2 separate regions of the Xenopus tropicalis genome follow, and region 2 is linked to region 1. A link is a contact called in public Hi-C data. All regions are on one chromosome and are shown on one strand. Each heading gives the region's core, a stretch centred on a gene start, on an enhancer-like site or on the middle of the called end of the contact. The rest is flanking DNA. Distances are from core to core; before and after follow the strand shown. Region 1 overlaps cmtm3 (CKLF-like MARVEL transmembrane domain containing 3). Region 2 overlaps dync1li2 (cytoplasmic dynein 1 light intermediate chain 2).

Region 1 (5,471 bases), core at 1,073-3,572:
AGCTTTACATAAAAACAATACTGCAGCCCCAGTACCATACTGGCCTTGTGAGGCTGTAGATTAGCTTTTAAAAGGGTTTGTTAGTTTGTTAGCTGGATTTATTTTTTTATCTATTTGTCATGTAATATGCAGATAGCTAGGATGAAATAGTATATTGGATAAGCAGAATATTCTTTCACTACATCTTTATTTGGCAGCTGCCCTAATTTGTTTTTGCTATGCTTTCTTATTATCAGGAATCAATAAAAACTGTCAGCTGCATTATTTATAGTTGCTAAAAGGCAAACACAATACAAAAGCCACTTGGAATGTAGCGTGGATGAGTAGGGCATACCATAATCCATAACAGAGCAAGTTTCATGTAATCTGCTGCCCAATTATTTAGAATTATTTTTTGATGTTGACAGGTGTGCCGGTTGGTTACTGCGGACTGGGAATTCCCGCTAGACAACAACAGTACTCAACTTAGGCTTATTTACTAACACTGGCAAAATCTGATGGAAACCATGCCAAACAATCTGCACTTAGCTCCAGACAGTCTAATGGAGTTAGAATAATAAAAATACATATTTAATATATGGGGGGATATTGCCAGATGTTAGTAAATGAGACAAGTCTGTTTTTTACCACAAGGGATTACTCCGGTACATGCAAGATGCAATATGCTTATGAATTATTTCACTAATACAAATAACTGTAGCTACACCCTATTTAGAAACACTATTTCTGTTCTATACTGATTAAGGAAAGTGTAGAAAAGGAAGTAATACCCATGAGTGTTTATTTCCTGTCAGTGCAAATGTTCACTTGCTAACTGGAGAGCTTCTCACTTAGGGGCTGATTTACTAATCCACGAATCCGAATCCCGAATGGGAAAAAATCGGATTGGAAACGAACATTTCGCAACTTTTTCGTAGCCATTACGACTTGCTCGTAAATTGTCGCGACTTTTCCGTAGCCATTACGACTTGCTCGTAAATTGCTGAGACTTTTTCGTAGCCATTTCGTAGCAGGCAAACCTTTCAGACTTTGCATGATTTTGGAAGCCTCCCATAGGACTCAATGGCACTCTGCAGCTCCAACCTGGCCCAAGGAAAGTCACGATACTGAAGCTTGAATGAATCCGAAACTTTCGTACTCAGCGCGACGGCTACGAAAAAGTCATGACAATTTACGAGCAAGTCATAATGGCTATGAAAAAGTCGCGACAATTTACGAGCAAGTCGTAATGGCCACGAAAAAGTCGCGACAATTTACGAGCAAGTCGTAATGGCTACAAAAAAGTCGCGACAATTTACGAAAAATCGCGAAATACCGATCATTACGAAAAAAACGCATTCGGACGCTTTTCGGACGTTCGTGGATTAGTAAATGTGCCCCTTAGTGTAGTATAGGAATGTATGATATCTGTGGGATTAACCTAAAATTTGTTACAGGTGTAAACAATGGGTTATAGAATATAGTGCTTAAATGGAGCTCATTTACTAATGTCACGGAAACCACATTTGCACTGCTCATTTACAGTACTTTTGTATCACTGGTGTCAGCTGTACACAAGAACATGTGCTGAAGCTAAGTGGTTAAAAACCCAATCAATAATACGTTGATAATTGCTGCCAACATGGTCATCCATTACAGAGATGGTAGTCTGTTAGCCCATGAGTGGAGCTAAAACTATGGCCGCACCATTCAATATTGCATTGTACATCTGTATAATTTCTATAATTTGTTGGCACTGTATGAAAAAAGGATAAAAAAAAAAAATACAATTAATTACATAAATGCTTCATTTTAAAAACACAATAAACCATTTTTTCTGCGAGGGTGAACTGCCTCTTTAAAAACATAGACTGATTACAGTATTTTCTGTATATCTTAACATCAACACAGATTTATTTTTTATACCAATGCATTAAGAACTGTACTTTTCTCACTATGAAATGTTTGTGACCCTATCAGTTTACTTGCACTGTGGTATTTGTCTTGCTCAGCATCTCACATTCTCCTTGCTTATTCCTAGATGAAGACTCAGATTCTGATTTTGACTGACCGAGGGCAGTTACACAGCAGAACAGATAAACCGGAGGATCTGCAGAGCAGTTTCTTTGGAAAGGAATAGGATTATTCCAAGACCTAAAACATTTCTGCTTTCTGGAATGTGAATGATCAAGGTGGTTGCTTTGTGAGCGAACATTAACTCATATTCATCTACAAAGAAATGCACTGCTTTATGATAACAACCACTTTAAGGAGACTGGAGGTGCACAGACTGCAGCACGCAGTGGAAAATACTTTTTTTATTAATTGCCAGAAATGCCCAGAGTGTGGGTAAAACCCTATCAATGCATGGTGCTAATGGCATACTACTTTTTAAATGATTCGGTACTATCTTGGTGGTACGAGCTGAGCGTGAACCTGATACTCCTTGACCCCTAAGTATGGGAAGCCTGTATTTCAGTTTTGCCTTTAAACTTTTTACAGTGACATAAAATAAAGCCTCAGTTCATACAACATGGATTTTGTCAGGTCACTATCCTGTTCTGAAATGCCCATGGAACATAAGCATTAACATCCATGAAACATAGGCAGATCTGCTTTAGACAAATGATAAAAAGCATTTTCTTATAGTTAGTTAACATATTGCAGTACAAGTATGGGAGCTGTTATCTTGAACCCTCAAGACCTGAGGCTTTCCTGATAAGGAATGTTTCTGTAATATGAAGCACCATGTCTTAAGCTGGCCATACACGTGGCGATCTCACGATGTTTCGTACGACCGTCGGTCGCACGAAACATCGTCAGATCCGCCACACACCATTCAGGGCTGAATCGGCAGGTAAGGAGGTAGAAACAATAGGATTTCTACCTCCTTCTGCCGATTCAGCTTTGAAGGGAGAATTTTGGTCAGGCGCCTTCTATGGCGCCCGATCAAAATTTTCTAACCTGGCCGATCGGCGAGTCAACCGATATCAGCAGCTTCCTGCGATATCGGTCGGCTCGCTGACATGCCATACACGCACCGATTATCGTACGAAACGAGGTTTCGTACGATAATATCGGTGCGTGTATGGCCACCTTTAAGTTGGCCATACACTATATACCCACCTAAGGTGGAGTTGGGTTGCAACGACTGGAATTGGAACTGTCAAAGCGAGGACTGCATCAATGAGCCGATGATGTCCCTGATACAACAGTAAAATCAAACATGCCCAATCAACATCTGGCCAATATTCGGCCCATCGGGGGTCCCCATACACAGGTAGATAAGGTGCCAAATCAGTCTGAAGGGCTTAAATTGACAGCTTAAAACTGTCCTTTTTATGGGTACATTTAGGTCAGGAGCAGATTTCACAGCGAAACACAAAAGTGTGCATTTTTGTGCCTAATTTAATAGAAGCAGATCTGACTTTTCTGGATTATAAATCCCATACCTGTGTTTTTCTATTGTAATTTCTTTCCCTTCTGCCTTTTTATCGAGGTGATATTTTGATTCAATGGACGGGTCTGTTTCTTTGACTAATTTTCAGGAGGTCAGTCCTGTAAAAATGAAAGTGACCCTGACAAGTACAAGCATGTTTAAAAAGGAAATTCTTTTTTAATGTGGTGCTACAATGAAATTTTCATAAGAGGGATGTGTTAGTGAAAGCCCTGCATGCTACTAGCCTAAACTCTATAATAACAGTTTAATGGTTCCTAGGAGCTTGCATTATGCAGCCACTGGCAAGTTGTTAGCACTGGCTCATCTTTATATGGGTTAAAAGTGGATTTCTCCCTATCACTGCCTTTTAACTGTAATGGAGGAAGAGTGCTAAGGGAGGCAAGAAGGCTCTAAGATCTGCCCCATGTGTCATCAGCCTTTGGCAAGACTAATGAAAAATCACTGCTTCTTACTGTAATGGCTAACTAAGATTATAATTACTGCAAGCTTTTAAAATATTTCAGTTCCTTTTTCAAAGCTGATTTTGAAAGGAACTGAAATTTTCTTAAATCTTGCTGTGATTATCATCTTAGTTAGCTAATAAGGGAAAATCTGTTTTATCGCATATCGCTAATCTCCATATCTGCCATCACATGCTTTCCCACCTGCATAAATGTGAATAGCCAGTGGGAAAACATACACACCACATAGTTGCCCACTGCTGCTTCCTCCCCATCAGTCACCACCTAAACCACCCCACCTGTTCTCGCAACCACAAGGCTGCTTACTGCCATGCACCCACTCCCGCACCATCCAGCTACCCTAGTGCAGTGGAAGCATATGGGAACCATGCTGCAAATTTTTTTTCTCTGAATTGTGCCCCTCCAGTTGCATCCAAATCAGATGCATGTGCTGCCTACCCTAGTTCCAGCCCTGCAATTAACCTGCATATAGATTTTACACTCTGCACTTGTGTCCTGTTGTCTCCAACATAAAACCCTTGGCCCTTCTCTTCCTGTAGAGTGTGAACTAGGACATTGGGTCTCTTCTTTTTGTATCAGTGTGAATGTATTAGCTTATCTTTGTTGTTCTTCTGCATAGTACGTTGGCGCCATATGGTGCCACCTGAAGTTTCAAGTAATGGTTTGATCACAGTCTTCAGAAATAGCATTTTTAATTCTGCATATTTGTTCTAAATGCATCAAATGTAAAGATAGTTTTCATAAAAGGGGTTGAGGCCCCTCAATAAACTCTATTTATTTTTAATTGCAACATCACCTAGAAATACTTAAAATAATAAAATGCAAGTACAATCAATTAAAAATGATTTACAGTTTCTCTATCCCCCTCTCAGCAATCAGTCTCTCTGGGACTCTTCGGTCAGGAAGGGGGGGCGTGATGTCATATGATATTAATGGCAAAATCATATTACTGCATGCAAATATTGTTTCCAGGTTATAAGAAGTTTCAACTACTATAAGAATTTTTTACTACTAGGGCAGTGGCACACGGGGAGATTAGTCGCCCGCAATAAATCACCACCGCTGGTGACTAATCTCCCCGATATGCCATTCCACTGGCAAGAATGTGAATCGGCGTTGGAATGGCATACGCATCACTTTAGTTGCCTGAGTTGCCCAAAGTTTTCCTTGCGAGGCAACTTCGGGCAACCCACCGGCAGTTTACATTGCCAGTGAGATGGCATATCGGGGAGATTAGTCGCCCTTGGTAGTGAAGATTTATTGCGGGCAACTAATCTCCCCGTGTGCCACTGCCCTTAGAGTTGAGGAGTTGCAAAAATGTGTGCTACAGAATATAACGGCAATGCTTTTCTTTTTTGCAATAAATGTACATAGCAAATGCAAGTAGTTTAAAAACATGCATTTTTTGCAATCTACCACTAGATGGCAATAATGTTTATCATATAGGCAGTAGCTGTTCATTTTTGATCCTATTTTATTCATACCGACTCCTTTGACTAAAATGGAAATAAGTCATAACAGGATTCTGGGAAGAAATTCCTTAAGGCTCCTAGAAAAGTCACATTTACATG
Region 2 (5,471 bases), core at 1,452-3,951, 100 kb after region 1:
CAATATACTCTTGAAAGTCCTTAATAACTGAAAGAGAGATTACTCTAATTGTTAGTGTTTTCAAATTGTCAACTAATTAATGAGTAGCAATGATCTATAGACTATATCCTATTTAGTGGTGGGCTGCTGTTTGATCCATTCCATTCATTGCATGGCATAGGTCAAAAAGATGGACTGGCACTTGGTCTTTTTAATGCAGAAGCTAAAGATTTATCAAGGGGGGAAGGGGTCTACACTGTGCATTTGCAAACACGAGTGACAAGGCTTGCAGGAGTGGGAAAAGGGCTGAAAGTCTGTTGCAGAATTTAAAATCATTAAGGTGGGTCACCAAGCTGTAATTTATGTGATCATTCATCCAAGTACCATGTACAATTGCTCTTAAAAAAGTGACACCTTTACTTTCCTTGAAGAATCTTTTCAATTTCTGAGGTGAGCTTACATAGAAAATAAGAATACAAATATTTTTGCAACATGCAATAAAGACTTAATAAACAGACAACAAGGTTAGGCTACATCAGCAATCCAGTGTGCCTGCAGGTGTGGGCTCCTAAATTAGATGTCAGGAAAAACACATTTGTACTCTAATATATAATATCTTGCGTCATGTCATCATAAATGATTGGGTTGTTCCTTCACAAAGCCTGTCAGTTAGGGCTCTGGCACACAGGGAGATTAGTTGCCCGCGACAAATCTCCCTTGTCGCAGGCAACTAACCTCCCCGAAATGCCTTCCCACAGGCGAAAATGTAAATCGCCGGTGGGATGGCATACGCGGCGGAAAGTTTACTCTCAAGGCAACGCATGCAATCCCACCGGCGATTTACATTTTCGCCGGTGGAATGGCATTTTGGGGAGATTAGTCGCCCGCGACAAATCTCCCCGTGTGCCAGAGCCCTTAGAATTAGGTAATGAAAAGTACACACTACCATATTAATCATTGTAATGAAGAATAACACAACTATATTAAGCTATTTAAAAGTACCAAATCTGACCCAATTGCTTCCAGTTGGACAGCCCTGTCCTAAAGCAACAGTAAAGCTATGTTACTACCAATGTTGCAAACTATTTACAAATGAAATGCTCACATATTACAGGAATCAGGAAGTAAATACACTCTGCAAATAAGTTATTGTTTTCACGAGAGAAACATGAGAATTTCTTATTGTAGTCATTGGGGACTCTGCAGTACTGAACATACCACACAAACCTTTGCTTGCACAGACTAGGTACACCAACAAAATGTGTAATAATGTTTACTTAGCTGATTGAGCAGTTCATGTTTAAACATTTTTAAAAGTTTATAAGTTCTGCCAAGATGATATTTGCACCCTCTGTTAGATGTATTGTGAAGTTTATGTGGTTTGGCTGACTTTCTGTTTTAGTTTATGAAAGCATAGCCATTATTTACCAACATGGGTGCAACTCATGCTCAATGCAATCGATACTATACCAGCCAATCACGTTTGCTTTAATTAATCTAGTGAGCTCCTTAACTTATGACAGTGTTTTAATACAGCAATAGTATGTACCTGTAAGCTTTTTATGTCACTTTCTGATGTAGTTGCTGAAAATATCTACGTAATGGTTAGCCTGGATTTCATTAATTTTCTAGATCATACTTACATGCACACCAAATCTCAGCCCATTTGGCTTTTGTGTGGGACCACACAATTGCTTTAGGCACCCATGTGGGGGCTGCCTAGTGAGTGTTCCTCTGCACATCACAGTTAAAAGTTTTTAAATTAGACACAACTAAACCAAGTTTTCACCTAAGGTAATATTATACTAGCTCTTGGTCAACAACAAAGCAGGGCAGATTACATATAAATGACTATTAGTGGCACGTTATAAAAGATGGTGCTGTAAAGCAGACACAATTAGGTAGGAAAAGGGCAGTATTTTTTATTATTAATATTAACAGCAAACTATTACTTAACCACCATTCCTAACTGCTTATTATATGTATTACTTAAGGTTAAGGGCACTCTTTCAAGCATGTGTGCAAAATGAGTGAAAAGCCAAACTTTAAACTTAGTAAAAAAAAAAGCCAAGAGTTTTTTTCACACTAAAAAGTGCATGGGTCGGCTAGGGGCCATTGCAAAACATAGAAGCGGAAGAAGAGGATCACTAAGTGGTGCTCGCTGAAAAGTACAGACTCTACGTAATCTATTAATGGAAGTTAATGGAAAAAATAAAAGGGCATGTAAGTTACAGCATGACAAAAATGTGATGGATGACTGCCATATTTTTACAAAACATTTTCAAGAGGCTGCTTTCATCTAAAGTAGATTTTTACACAGAGGTACACCATTGATAAAAATCAATAAACAACTTAATAAGTACACAGTTTTTTTTACAATGGGGTGTGTATTTGGTAGCTGTTTGCGTTTCCCTAACAGAATTGTAAATGTCTTTAATTTAATGAGAACATCATAAAAACAGAGGTACAATTTTTTTTGACAAAATGCTTTTTGCCATTAAATTATCCAAGAGACTAAAATAAGAGAAGCAAATATGGTTCTCTATGACTGGGCTGATGCAAAACATTTTTACATAATCATTGTTTTATGTCCCTTTGCTAGTATGAAAGAAAGCAAACAAAGGTAAAGCTCTCCTAAGGCTCTTGCATTGATGTAGAAAGCTCACACCCAACTTACTCTTTTGTTCTAACTCTCGCATTTCCTCTGGAGGAATTTTCAGTTTATCTATGTGCTCTCGCAGAACACTTGCCCACTTTAACAATGATTCCATAATAGTCCAGGGTCTGGACATGTCCCCAACAAACACTGCCACGGTCTCACTGATAGATTCTGCAGGCAGCGCAAATTTTAGAAGGCCTTTGTGGTACAAGTCTCCATCCAAAATCCACACATTGCAACGTGTGAGATCTGCAAAAGAAAAGGAAAAACTTATTTTGAAATCCACTGTTTACATCACTGCAGTATTTTGAGTCTTTTTTAGGATTATTTATGGCAATTAAAATGAGCAAAAAGAAAAAACAGCAGTCATTTTTTAAAAATACTCAAAATTAACACAAATATCCTGACAAATTAAAGTACAATTAATAATATATTGTTATTCCAGATTGATGACAGTTTGGCTTTCATCCATGACACTTTGCTGACAATCCACAGACTCATACAGTTGCTCAAACAGCTTTGGTTAAGGTACTGTCTTGCCAGATGAAAATGACTGAACCCATTCAAAGATCATGGCTGAAGAATCTATTTGCCAAAACAAAAGATCAGTACAGGCAAATATAGGCCCTGCAATCACACAAAACCCCAAAACAGTCAATTATAGGTGAAGTATAGCCTGTAAGCCTCCTCTGCCAGTTTACTTTACATTTTAGTGTTAGGCAAGAGTGCTGACTGTTGTGAATTAGAAACAGGTTGTTAAAAGTGGATTGATAACCACTGGAAAAAAAAACTAAACTATAAAGTGAATCTATTTTAAGAGAGCCAAATATCTATTATATACGCACACACATTTATAGAAACCTACAGCAATGTGACTCGTGCACAAGCATGGTCTGGATCAGACAGTAAAAGCAGCCATTGTTTTTGGACAATATGAGCCATAATTTGTCACACAGCTGCTGCTTGGCATCAGTGCAATGCTGTAAATAGCTGGCACTCTCCTAATGTGAGACGTCAAGGCACATATTTCAGGCTACAAATAGCCTGTCTCTTCATAACATGCCCGAGTCCTGGTTGTTTATGCAAATATCTGTCAACAAAGGAATACACTTTTGGATTAGCTGCGATCTATAGTATATAGCTTCCATAACGCCACAGGGGTCTAATCAAACATAGAACAACAGTGTTTCTCCAATTTATTTTCAACGTTTCAGCCAGGGGAAATCATAGAGGGGTCCGAAATTCACATTGTAGGTGCATTCCCACTGTGAGAGACAGCATTTAAAAAAAAACATTCAGGAAACCACATTGTATGATTTTTAAAGAATGTATTTGTATTGCCCTGCTGCAAATAAGTATTTGAACACCTGAGAAAATCAGTGTTAATATTTTGTACAGAAGCCTTTGTTTGCAATTACAGAGGTCAAACGTTTCCTGTAGTTCTTGACCAGGTTTGCACACACTGCAACAGAGATTTTGGCCCACTCCTCCACACAGATCTCCTCTAGATCTGTCAGGTTTCGGGGCTGTCACTGAGCAACAGCTCAGTTCAGTTTCAGCTCCCAAAGAATTTCTATTGTATTTAGGTTGGGAGCCTGGCTAGGCCACTCCAGAACCTTGATATGCCTCTTACAGAGCCACTCCTTGGTTATCCTGGCTGTGTGCCTCGGGTCATTGTCATGTTGGAAGACCCAGCCACGACCCATCTTCAATCCTCTGGTTGAGGGAAGGAGGTTGTTGCTCAAAATCTCACAATACATGGCCCCATTCATCCTCTCCTTAATACAGTGCAGTCGTTCTGTCCCCTTCGCAGAAAAGCACCCCCAAAGGGATGGTGTTTTTGGGATGCAACTCATCCTTATTTTTCCTCCAAACACGGCGAGTGAAGTTTAGACCAAAAAGTTCTACTTTGGTCTCATCTGACCACATGACTTTCTCCCATGCCTCCTCTGGATCATCCAGATGGTCATTGGCAAACTTCAGACAGGCCTGGACATGTGATGAGTGATGACTTGAGCAGGGGAACCTTCCGTGCAATGCATGATTTGAAACCATGACAGCGTAGTGTTCTACCGACAGTGACCTTTGAAACTGTGGTCCCAGCTCTCTTCATGTCATTGACCAGCTCCTCCCTTGTAGTTCTAGGCTGATTCCTCACCTTTCTTATCATAAGTGATACCCCATGAGGTGAGATCTTGCATGGAGCACCAGTCCTAGGGAGACTGACAGTAGTCTTTAGCCTCTTCCATTTTCTAACAGTTGCTCAAACAGTTGATCTATTTTCACCAAGCTGCTTGGCAATTGCCCCATAGCCCTTTCCAGCCTTGTGGAGGTACACAATTTTGTCTCTGGTGTCTTTTGACAGCTCTTTGGTCTTGAGCATGGTAGTAGTTGGAGTCTGACTGACTGTGGTGTGGACAGGTGTCTGTAAAGAGCTCAGACAGGTGCTACTAATTTAGATTAATAAGTGGAGTAGAGGTGGACTATTTTAGGCTAATGCCAAATGAGGAATAGGGCGGCTATTTTCCGCTTGCCGAAAATTCCACCCTACGCCTCCTACTTGTGCCTGCGCCCGAATGAATGGAATACGCCTGGGTGCAGGCACATATAGCGGAAATACGCATAAAAACGTGAGAGTTTTAAAGTCTCACGTTTTTATGCATATTTCGGCTACATTTACCTGAACCTGAGCGTATTCCATTCATTCGGGTGCAAGCACATGTAGGAGGTGTAGGGTGGAATTTTCGGCAAGCACTTTTCCTCTTGCTGAAAATTTCCGCCCTATGTCTCGTCTGGCATTAGCCTAAAGGCAGAGTAACAGGTCTTTGAGAGC

Evidence for each region. A called contact is a pair of places that touch in the nucleus more often than the background predicts.
Region 2: a Hi-C map of brain shows a contact between it and region 1, with 3 times the contacts expected there. The contact joins two enhancer-like sites. A contact is called at or near these places in 2 of 5 Hi-C or Micro-C datasets (brain and gastrula embryo).

The regions. Positions count from the first base shown.
Region 1 is chr4:57,923,004-57,928,474 of UCB_Xtro_10.0, forward strand. It overlaps cmtm3 (CKLF-like MARVEL transmembrane domain containing 3), which reads left to right. Exons shown (of 5, transcript NM_001112977.1): 5 at 2,021-2,511. The coding sequence ends at 2,049. Among named protein-coding and RNA genes, the nearest start is that of cmtm4, 7.0 kb to the right of the region's middle. Within about 2 kb of position 2,323, at least 1 of the 11 cell types and tissues checked has an H3K27ac peak or open chromatin away from gene starts, as enhancers often do.
Region 2 is chr4:58,027,015-58,032,485 of UCB_Xtro_10.0, forward strand. dync1li2 (cytoplasmic dynein 1 light intermediate chain 2) reads right to left here. Exons shown (of 13, transcript XM_004913576.4): 4 at 2,657-2,887; 5 at 1-27. Among named protein-coding and RNA genes, the nearest start is that of dync1li2, 13 kb to the right of the region's middle. Within about 2 kb of position 2,702, at least 4 of the 11 cell types and tissues checked have an H3K27ac peak or open chromatin away from gene starts, as enhancers often do.